Linked DNA regions of Pan troglodytes: region 2 is linked to region 1. The links are chromatin contacts, called in public HiChIP or PLAC-seq maps. All regions are on one chromosome and are shown on one strand. The core of a region is the stretch at or near the end of the contact, and the rest is flanking DNA. Distances in the headings are between cores, read along the strand shown. Region 1 holds the start of TMUB2 (transmembrane and ubiquitin like domain containing 2). Region 2 holds the start of TMEM101 (transmembrane protein 101).

The links. HiChIP or PLAC-seq counts read pairs in DNA pulled down with a chosen protein or histone mark.
Region 2: an H3K4me3 HiChIP or PLAC-seq map of stem cell-derived excitatory neurons shows a contact between it and region 1, with 4 times the contacts expected there. The contact joins the promoter of TMEM101 here to the promoter of TMUB2 in region 1. A contact is called at or near these places in 1 of 7 Hi-C or Micro-C datasets (stem cell-derived neural progenitor cells) and 1 of 1 datasets of contacts at active chromatin or transcription factors (stem cell-derived excitatory neurons).

The regions. Positions count from the first base shown.
Region 1 is chr19:23,709,227-23,714,868 of NHGRI_mPanTro3-v2.0_pri, reverse strand. It overlaps TMUB2 (transmembrane and ubiquitin like domain containing 2), which reads left to right and starts at 2,559. Exons shown (of 4, transcript XM_001140790.8): 1 at 2,559-2,748; 2 at 3,315-3,382; 3 at 4,664-5,230. The coding sequence starts at 3,348.
Region 2 is chr19:23,877,977-23,883,618 of NHGRI_mPanTro3-v2.0_pri, reverse strand. It overlaps TMEM101 (transmembrane protein 101), which reads right to left and starts at 2,127. Exons shown (of 4, transcript NM_001246445.1): 1 at 1,980-2,127; 2 at 1,521-1,701; 3 at 174-320. The coding sequence starts at 2,116. All of the region lies in intron 1 of PYY (peptide YY), which reads right to left.

The DNA of each region.
Region 1 (5,642 bases), core at 1,310-3,809:
TGCAGTGACGCAATCACAGCTCACTGTAGCCTTGACCTCCTAGGCTCCAATGATTCTCCCACCTCAGCCTCCCAAGTAGCTGGGACTACAGGCACACACCACCAGGCCTGGCTAATTTTTAAATTTTTTGTAGTGACAGGGTCTCGCAATGTTGCCCATGCTGGTTTCAAACTCCTGGACTCAAGTGATCCTCCCACCTTAGCCTCCCAAAGTGCTGCAATTACACTCTAGAGCCACCATGCTCAGCTGAAGACAATTATTTTCCTTTACATTTTTTTTATTTTGAGACGGAGTCTCACTCTGTCTCCCAGGTTGGAGCATAGTGGCGCGATCACAGCTCTCTGCAATCTTGACCCTAGGGTCAAGCAATCATCCCACCTCAGCCTCCTGAGTAGCTGGCTCATGGCTCACTGCAGCCTTAACCTCCTAGGGTCAATCATCCCACTTCAGCCTCCTGAGTAGCTGGGACCACAGGCACACGCCACCATGCCCAGCTAATTAATTTTTTTTTAGAGATGGGGGTCTCACCATATTGCCCAGGCTGGTCTTGAACTCCTGGCTCAAGGGATCCTCCTGCCTCAGCCTCCCAAAGTGCTGGGATTACAAGTATGAGCCACTGTGCCCGGCTTTGTGAATGTACTTAATGCCACTAAATTGCAAACTTAAAAACAGTTAAAATGGTTTTAAGTTTTATGTTACGTATATGTATATATTGATCTTTAGAGATAGAGGTCTCCCTGTGTTGCCCAGGCTGGCCTTTAACTCCTGGGCTCAAGTGAACTGCTGAGTCAGCCTTCAGAGTAGCTGGGACTACAGGTGCATGCCACTGTGCCTAGCTATGTTTATTTTACCACAATGAAAGGACTTACAAAAAAGAAGCTAGACACCGAAGAGGATACACAGTTGGATTCCATTTATAGCAAGTACAAAAACAGGAAAAACTAATGTATGGTGACAGACGTCAGAATAGTGATTACTCTTTGGAGGTTAATGGCTAGAAGAAGACATGAAGGGGGAGATTCTGGGGTAATTCTTTCTTTCTTTTTTTCCTGAGACAGAGTCTCGCTCTGTCACCCCAGCTGGCGTGCAGTGGCTCCATCTCAGCTCACTGCAACCTCCGCCTCCCAGGTTCAAGCCATTCTCCTGCCTCAGCCTTCTGAGTAGCCAGGATTACAGGCGTGCGCCACCACGCCCGGCTAATTTTTGTATTTTTAGTAGAGACGGGATTTCACCATGTTACCCAGGCTGGTCTTGAACTCCTGACCTTGTGATCCGCCTGCCTTAGCCTCCTAACGTGCTGGGATTACAGGCGTGAGCCACCGCGCCAGTCCTAATTATCTATTTCTTGATCTAAGTGCTACTTCTGCCAGTGTTCAGTTGGTAGAAGCCACCGAGCTTTTTGCTTATGTTTGCCCCTGTCTGCATTATTTATCCTTTAATCAGTAGTTCTCCAAAACCCCAAACTCCAGCGCTTTTTTTTTTTTTTTTTTTTTTTTGGAGACAAGGCCTCCCTGTCGGGTGCAATGCAGTGGCTCAGATCATAGCTCACTGCAGCCCCGAACTCCTGGGCTCAAGCGATCCTCCCACCTCTGCCTCCCAAAGCGGTGGGATTACAAGAGTAAGCCACTCCCCCCGGCCACAGTAAGTTTTTAGAAAAAATTTTAATTGCGGCCGAGCGCGGTAGCTCACGCCTGTAATGCCAGCACTTTGGGAGGCCGAGACGGGGGCGGATCACCTGAGGTCGGGAGTTCGAGACCAGCCTGACCAACATGGAGAAACCCTGTCTCTACTAAAATACAAAATTAGCGGGGCGTGGTGGCGCATGCCTGTAATCCCAGCTACTCGGCAGGCTGAGGCAAAAGAATCGCTTGAACCCGGGGGGGCGGAGGTTGCAGTGAGCCGAGATCGCGCCATTGCACTCCAGCCTGGGCAACAAGAGCGGAACTCCCGTCTCAAAAAAGAAAAAAGAAAAAAATTTAATTGCAAAAATCTGGATAAGTTCTTGAAAGCTGGACTTTTCCCCCTTTTTGTGTCCTAAGCCTGCGCCGAATCTGTGCCTTCTTTGAAATGCTTTCCCGCCTTCTTTCTCCGGGTCCCACACTACCTGGGGCCGCACTCTTCAAGCACTGGATGCTGACTAACTCGTCTCCTTATCTGTCTTCCCGACTGGCCCAGAGCTGAGTTCTTACTAATCCCCGCTAACCTGGAGTTAGGTGCGCGTTGCAAAGCAGTAACGAATCCAATCAGCCGGGGAGGCAGACAGCAAGGCCGGAAGAACAAAGTTGGAAAGGGAAACGTCGCACCGGCTCTGCCCAGCGGCGCCAGCCCGGGCAACCTTCCGCAGTCGCGAAGCCACGCCCCTTTCCCAAGTACCTCCGCGCTAACTCCTCCCCCCTGGCCCCGCCTCTCACCCTGGATTGCCTAAGGCCCCGCCCACCAGGCTTGGCCCCGCTCTGGGAGGGCCGCAATCCCGCCAACAATGACTCCACCCCTCCTTCCGCTGAGAAACCTGTCCCTTTTATTTAAAGAATACCTTTTACGTCAGCCCGTCTTACGCAGCTTTCCGTCATCAGTGCAAGGCGCGGAGGCGGGACTTCCTGTCCCTGGTATAACAGCTTCCGGGAGAAGCCGGAAGAGACCGGACCCTGAACAGAATCGCAGATTGCCAGCCCTTTTCCCGACCCCTACGGAAAGACGAGTCCAGGGGCCGTCCTGGCGAGGTCAAAACATTTAGTCTGGTCTTTTCAGGTGAGGACTTCCCCATCCAGGCACAGTGCCGGTCCAATCCCCCTTTAATTTCCCATGACTCCTCGCGTCCTGAAGCCCCGCCCCCAGTTCCCCAGCCCCGCCCCGAAGTTTGAGGGGTGTGGACGGTTTGTGACCCCCTTAGCCGACCCTACTCCTCACTGGCCGGGACAACTGGTCTTATCACGGAGGCTGGGGCCAGGCAGCCCTTCGGTTCGGGTGGGCCCATGGACCCGAGTCCAACGCCGAGGGAATAGGACCATCCAAAAGCGGAAACTTCGCCTCAGAAAAAGGGTGCGGGACCCCTCCTCACCGTGCGGTCACGGTACGGACAGGGTAGATCACAGGCTGAGGGACAGAGCAAAGACCCCTGAGGCCGGACACCTGGGGTCCTGCCGGGCCCCTCCCCACGAGAGTTCACTGTGTCTGTGCCAATCGTTTTCGTCTTTCTTCGCCGCAGTTTCTTTTTCTGTAAATCATGGTTAATGACATTAACCTTCTTACCATCAGGGGTTAGTTGTGGGTGTGATAAATAATTACTACCGTTATTAAGCAATTGCAATTTGCAGTGTGCCAGGCACTGTGCCAAGTATTTTGCTTCGATGATTTCACGTCATCTTCAAAACAACCTCATGAGGTAGGTACTGTTTTTAACCCCATTTTACTGATGAGAAAGCTGAGGCTCTGAGAAAGTTGTCTGAGGTGTTATAGCTAGTAAGACGCAAGACGGGTTATAATTAGTTGTTTTTCTAACTCCAGGGCCGGTATATTAAATAAGGATGTTGATGTGTTCCACAGATAATTATTTGAGCAACTACTGGGGCATTATATTGGACACTTCAGTACCAAGAGAAATACATACGATCCTTGTCTACCAGGAGTGTAATAGAAAGATGGACAGGTACATAAGTATAATGAAGTTTTATAGGTGCTGTGAGAATAGTCTGATAATGGTAATCACCAGACTGGATTTGCCCAGGGACAGCTGTGAAAGCAGCAGATTCTCCAAGGGAAATAGTAGGTACTCCAAGGAGCAAGCAGGGACCCTTCCTGCCTTTCTAAGAAACTGCAGCAGCAGAACCTTCACAGTGAAAGAAGAGAGACTGAGATATGGATTGTGAGAGCTGTTATGGAATCTTTTTCAAATCACTCCACTTGGGGAGTGGTCATTGCAGGAGTGGGCCCATGGTGACCCAGGAAGGTGGTGCTTCTGGTGTCTGTCCCACGTTGCTCCCCAGGGCTTGCCAGAAGTTTCAGAGGTGGCACATAATGTCTGCTGCATAGTATCTGCCCGCGGTCCCTACAGAGTTATCGTTTTAGATTTGTCTGACTCTGCTTTTGATGGTAGGTCAGTTTTCTTTGGCTCTTGACATCTGGCAGCCTGGATCTGTGACCAGGAATGAAATAGGCTCAAATGAGACAATCTGGCAGGGATGGCTAAACAGTGCTTCCAAGGGGGCCCCACAGTAAAATATTCCAGGCTTTTGGGTCTCTCTGAAGCCACTTTGGAGGCTGCTTAGGAGGCATATTTGCTTGACCAAGCGATAGAAATCCTAGAGAAACTCAGGCCTCAGCAAAGATTTTTCCTCATTCACCAAAAGAGCAACAACAGTAGCAGCAGCAGCAGCAGCAAGGCTGTGGGCTTTTCCTGCTGATCCACACTCATTGGGAAGTTGGAGTTTGAGAGAGGAAGGTCACAGAACGTGAAAGCAAGAGTTTCACAATAGAGGCAAAGGGTAGGGTAGGTCTTTAGCTTTAGGTTGGGGTGCCGGAATTAGGAAGGTTTGTGCCCCCTTCTACACAACACTGAACTCCTTTTTTTTTTTTTCAGGGCTGGGTCAGTTAGAACCTAAACAAACTAGAGACCTGGTTGCAACCCCTCAGGCTCTGCTGATGCTGTCCCCCTTTGTTCCTGCAGCGTGGACCCTGCCAGCAGCCAGGCCATGGAGCTCTCTGATGTCACCCTCATTGAGGGTGTGGGTAATGAGGTGATGGTGGTGGCAGGTGTGGTGGTGCTGATTCTAGCCTTGGTCCTAGCTTGGCTCTCTACCTACGTAGCAGACAGCGGTAGCAACCAGCTCCTGGGCGCTATTGTGTCAGCAGGCGACACATCCGTCCTCCACCTGGGGCATGTGGACCACCTGGTGGCAGGCCAAGGCAACCCCGAGCCAACTGAACTCCCCCATCCATCAGAGGGTAATGATGAGAAGGCTGAAGAGGCTGGTGAAGGTCGGGGAGACTCCACAGGGGAGGCTGGAGCTGGGGGTGGTGTTGAGCCCAGCCTTGAGCATCTCCTTGACATTCAAGGCCTGCCCAAAAGACAAGCAGGTGCAGGCAGCAGCAGTCCAGAGGCCCCCCTGAGATCTGAGGATAGCACCTGCCTCCCTCCCAGCCCTGGCCTCATCACTGTGCGGCTCAAATTCCTCAATGATACCGAGGAGCTGGCTGTGGCTAGGCCAGAGGATACCGTGGGTGCCCTGAAGAGGTGAGTGGCCTGGGAAGTGGGAAGCTGCTTGTGCTCATCCCCCAGCCCTTGGTTGCCTCTAAGGAGGCTGGTGCAGACATGGGAGCTGCAGCAAAGTGTAAGATCCAGCCCCTACCAAGGGCAGGTAGATACTTTCTTAGAAATACACCCTTCAGGCCGGGTGCAGTGGCTCCCGGGACTTTGGGAGGCCGAGGCGGGTGCATCACGAGCTTAGGAGTTCGAGACCAGCCTGACCAACATGGTGAAACCCCATCTCTACTAAACATACAAAAATCAGCCGGGCGTGGTGGCGCACGCCTGCAATCCCAGCTACTCAGGAGGCTGAGGCAGGAGAATCGCTTGAACCCAGGAGGTGGAGGTTGCAGTGAGCTGAGATTGCGCCACTGCACTCCAGCCTGGGCAACAGAGTGAG
Region 2 (5,642 bases), core at 878-3,377, 170 kb before region 1:
ATTTGGAGGGCCCCTGAGGCCTAGAAGCTGGCCGGGGCAATTCCCAGGGAACTGGGCCATCAGGAACTGCACTCAGGGCCTCGTTCTGTGTCTACCTTCCTGGGGTTCTGCCACGCCTAGACTCACAGTTCACTCCCAGTCAGGCACCTCCAACCAACAGTCCCCCAACATACCACACAGATGAGGTAGATACCCAGGAACACCTGGCCGGTGGACTGCAGGGAGCGGCTGCGAGGTTTCCGGCGGTACAGCTCCCCAGCACCGCTGGCCAACACAAGAAAGCCGCCGATGATGGCAACTGTGCGCGAGTACATACGGACCTAGGCCGGGGTAAGGGGACCCCAGTCAAGAACTGCAGCCGCCACATCTCTCCTGGCTTCCCAGAGTGTAGAACCACCCCTCTCTACACATCCCATTCCATCTGATGAACCCTCTTACATTTCCAAGCTTGGTGGGCAGGTGCAACAGAGACAGATCATTCTTTTTATATATATATAGAAGTAGAAACTGAGGCCCAGAGGGTTAAGAAAACTGTCAGGTCTGGCCAGGCGCAGTGGCTCACGCCTGTAATCCCAGCACTTTGGGAGGCCGAGGCAGGTGGACCACCCTGAGGTCAGGAGTTTGAGACTAGCCTGGCCAACATGAGGAAACCCTGTCTACTAAAAATACAGAAATTAGTCGGGCGTGGGGAAGGGCGCCTGTAATCCCAACTACTTGGGAGACTGAGGCAGGAGAATCGTTTGAACCTGGAAGGCGGAGGTTGCAGTGAGTTGAGACAGCGTCACTGCATTCCAGCCTGGGCGACGGAGAGAGACTCTGTTTCAAAAAACAACAACAAAAAAGAAAACTGGCAGGTCCTACCTGCCAGTAAGTGGCAGAACCCAGACACAATGTGTTTCTCCCTTCCCCACTCTCAGATCTGTAGACTCTAATCTTGGTGTTCTTTATTCTACGTGGCATGGGATCTATGCCACAAAAACATTGATCTTGCTGCCCTGTAGCTGTTCACACATCTTCCTCCCCTAAGGGTCTGACAGTCTCTTCCTCAAGGACAGTGCCTTTGTCCAACCTTATCTCCAGCCTGCAGGGCCTGGCACAGGTTCTGGCTTAAATGCTATACTAAGAGTAATTACATTTTCATAAAATTATTTTATGAAAACTAGGTACTCTCCAAGGTCCTTTGTACCCCATGAGTCTGAGATTACTAAACTAACAGTTTAAAAGATTCTGGGAACCAGGTGACCGGGGTTCTGGTCCCACCAGTATCCTGTATTGTGGCTTTGGGAAAGTCTGTTTCCCATCTCTAGACCTCAGTTTCCACACTTTGAAGAGGAAGTCTGTGTGGTCCCTAAGATCCATTTCTGCGCTCTGTAATCTCCATAAGCCTAGGGGTTCGAACCTCCCAGGCTTCACACTGTGCACGTGGCCAGCACCATTCATCGCCCACCAACAGCCCTGGGCATTGGCCTCTGATTCCCCGTCACCCAGAGGGAAGACCCTTTTGGGGCCGAGGCGCTCACCTTCAGCCAGTCCCCGTAGTGGACGTAGCCCCCGATGTAGGCGGCGTAGGTGCTAATGGCCAATTGGAGTGCGGCCCCCAGCGCGAACCAGCGCCGCTTCACGCCAAAGGACATGAAACTAGCGCACAGCACGGCTGCCCCCATGTCGAAATACAGGTAAGGCACTGGGATGTCGGGCTTCCTGCGAGCCGGGAGTGGGGAAGCAACGAGGACAGAATGAAGCGGTGGGGGAAGAAGCTTGAGACCCCTTGAGTTCCCACAGGCTCCACTGCTCCCCCAAACCAGACTCCCCTCCCATGGGCAGGACCGCCCTACCAGATTTGGTCCGACACCCAGACCAGAACCCCTCCCAGGGAGGTCCCAATTCCTCCCAGTCCAAGGGTCCCGACTTCTAGCCCCCAATTTCTTGCCCACATCACCGCCCCCTGCCGCGTTTAGCGGCTGCGTAGGCCTGCTCACCGGCGTGCCTCAGCCCTCTCAGCGTACAGCATGAGCTGGCTGAAGCAGCCCCAAAAGGGGCAGCGTGTGAGCAGCACCGAACCCAACTGCATGATCAGCTGCAACATCCACCGTCTCGAACCTATCTTCGACGCCATCTTGGGAAAGGGCAGTCCGCTGCGGCCTCACCCCAGTCAGAGAAGCAGGCGCGGGGATGGGACACGCAGCTTCCGGGTCAAGCGCTTTTTCTTCTTTTTCCTCCCGGAAACAACGGTGTCACTCTCTAGTTCCGGATCTAAGGTGACCCAGTTGCGAAGTCCAGCCTTCTCGTCTGCTCATGGAGCCTTCAGGGCCATATTTGTCCCTGCGAATTTGAAAACTAGACTAGAGGAAGGAACAGTGGGTTCAGGATAGCAGAAGTCTTGGACCGTAGTATGATGTATTGAAGCAAACTGGTCTTTGAATGCAGCCCGATCAGGGCCCTAATCCTGATTCCAACCCTGTGTGATTCTGGGCACATCACCTAAACTTTATGAGACTCATCATGAAATGGGGATAATTACACCTACCTCAGAGTTGTGAACTTTTTTTTCCTTTTTTTTGTTTTGTTTTGTTTTTGAGACGGAGTCTCACTCTGTCGCCTAGGCTGGAGTGCAATGGCACGATCTTGGCTCACTGTAACCTCCGCAACCTGGGTTTAAGCGATTCTCCTGCCTCAGCCTCCTGAGTAGCTGAGACTACAGGCTCTCGCCACCACGCCTGGCTAATTTTTTGTATTTTTAGTAGAGACGGAGTTTCACCGTGTTAGCCAGGATGGTCTCGATCTCCTGACTTCGTGATCCGCCCGCCTCGGCCTCCCAAAGTGCTGGGATTACAGGCATGAGCCACCGCGCCAGGCCAGAGTTGTGAACTTTAAATGTGACAAGGTCGGTCCTAGTACATAGTAGTGGTTCAATAAATGATACACATATGCACCAGAGGAAACCCCCGTTTCTGTTAAGTTCAAAGTAAGGGGTCCTCCTGGCTCAAAGTCACCTCTTTGGGTTTGCCTTTTGCCTGTCCCCTGAGAGAAAAGGGAGATCTGAACATCTGGGACATCTCAAGTCAGTCCATTTCTCCAGCTGCCATGCTCCCGCTGTAACCCAAATTGTCATACTTTGTCAGTTTAATTGCAGCAGACATCCAGGTGGTCTCTGCATTCCCCTCCAGTGTGTTCTCAGCCCCTTCTCCCACGCCCCACCCGTTTATATGTTCTCATAACATCAGCTACCTTCCTTTGAATCACTTGGCACGGTGGCAATTAGATAGATAGATAGATAGATATAGATACACACGCACACACACACACACACACATATATATATATATATATCTGCTTTACATATATATGCTTTTTTTTATTTTTGAGACAGGGTCTCACTGTGTCACCCAGGCTGGAGTGCAGTGGTGCGATCTTGGCTCACTACAGCCTACACCTCCCAGGTTCAAGTGATTCTCCTGCCTCAGCTTCCCAAGTAGCTGGGATTACTGGCGCTTGCCACCACACCCGGCTAATTTTTATTTTTAGTGGAGACAGGGTTTCACCATGTTGGCCAGGCTGCTCTCAAACTCCTAACCTCAAGCGATCCACCCGCCTTGGCCTCCCAAAGCGCTAGGATTACAGGCGTGAGACACCGCACCCAGCCAATATATTTGTGATTATTTTATTGACAATCTTCTCCTACTAGATCGCAAGCTCCCTAAGCACAAACACGGTGCCTGGGTTTCTGTTTACTGTTTACAGATGCTCCTTGACTTGTGATGGAGTTATATCCTGATAAACCCATCATAGGTTGAAAATACTGTAAGTTGAAAATGTGTGGCTGACTGGAAGCTGTGGCTTGCTGACACTGCCCAGCATTGTAAGAGAAATACAGTTTCCACTGAATGCAGATCTGCTTTCGCACCAATGTAAAGTTGAAAACTCCAATGCTGGGAACCATCTGTAGTATACAGGATGCCCTCAGGACCTAGTATACAGGATGCCCTCAGGAAATATGTGCTGTACAGATAAATGAAAAGGTGTTGGGCTGGGCGCGGTGGCTAACGCCTGTGATCCCAGCACTTTAGGAGGCCGAGTCGGGTGGATCACGAGGTCAGGAGTTCAAGACCAGCCTGGCCAAGATGGTGAAACCCCGTCTCTACTAAAAATACAAAAATTAGCCAGACGTGATGGCTGTAATCCCAGCTACTCCGGGCACCTGTAGTCCCAGCTACTTGGGAGGCTGAGGCAGGAGAATCGCTTGAACCTGGGCGGCGGACCTTGCAGTGAGCCGAGATCACGCCACTGCACTCCAGCCTGGGCGACAGATTGAGACTCTGTCTCAAAAAAAAAAAAAAAAAAATTCCCACCAGGCCGGATGTGGTGGCTCACGCCTATTATCCCAGCAGTTTGGGAGGCCAAGTGGGGGGTTGGATCACCTGAGGTCAGGGGTTGGAGACCAGCGTGGCCAACATGGTGAAAACCCATCTCTACTAAAGATACAAAAAATTAGGCTGGGCACGGTGGCTCATGCCTGTAATCCCAGCACTTTGGGAGGCCGAGGATCACGAGGTCAGGAGATCGAGACCATCCTGACTAACACAGTGAAACCCCGTCTCTACTAAAAATACAAAAAAATTAGCCAGGAGTGGTGGCAGGCGCCTGCAGTCCCAGCTACTCGGGAGGCTGAGGCAGGTGAATAGCGTGAACGCAGGAGGCAGAGCTTACAGTGAGCCGAGATCGCGCCACTGCACTCCAGCCTGGGTGACAAGGTGAGACAACGTCCTTTACCACAATACAGGCACATAGTACAGAATCAACTTTCCAGTTGGTTTTATTTTTCCAGTCTCCTCACCTCTCCGTTTCAAGTGGCTGAGGTGTACAGCCCTAAAGTGTTGACGAGGACCAGAACCAGGATTGTGTACAGCATGTCCATAAAATAGTCCTAGGAGTCTGCCTGGGTTGTCCCTATAGGCACAATGCCCCACCCTCCCATCATAACCTTAGCAAGCACTTTCCAATCAAGTCTCCAGCAGCAGTGGCCAGGGATTTGTGTCAGGGGGAGGGGAAGATTGGATTGAGGAAGCTTGCCTTGGTACCCACTGCGCCCCTTCTCAGGGCTGAAGTCCCTCTCTACCTTTTCCTGCTCTTTCCTCTTTCCCAGAGGGATACTGAGAAGGGAAGGACCTGGGGCCAAATCCTCATTTCTAGGGTTGGGACAGATGCTGGCATGCTATCAGGCCAGAAGAGGGGGATGGGTGGGTGGCCTGGCCCCTGAGAAATGAACACAGCCATTTGTCCCTGTGGTCCCCCCACTCCCAGTTCCTCCTACCCCTGCCTAGTGTTCTGTGCGAGAGACGAGTGAGGGGAGAAGAAAAGGCACACATACAATACCTTTAAGGGTAAACAAGCTTTATCCCACATAAATGGCAATGCAGATATAATAAGCAAATGATATAATAAGCAAGTTGCAATGGGAAGGGGAGAAAGGAAAAGAGATATATGTATTTACACTCACCAGACTATGGAGGATTCACCACCAGACTGGGAAGCAACAGCAACAGCCTGGGCTCGAGAGTCGGACACTGCACTCACCAGACGATGGCGGATTCGCCACCAGACTAGGAAACAACAGCCTGGGCTCCAGAGTCGGCCACTCGTCC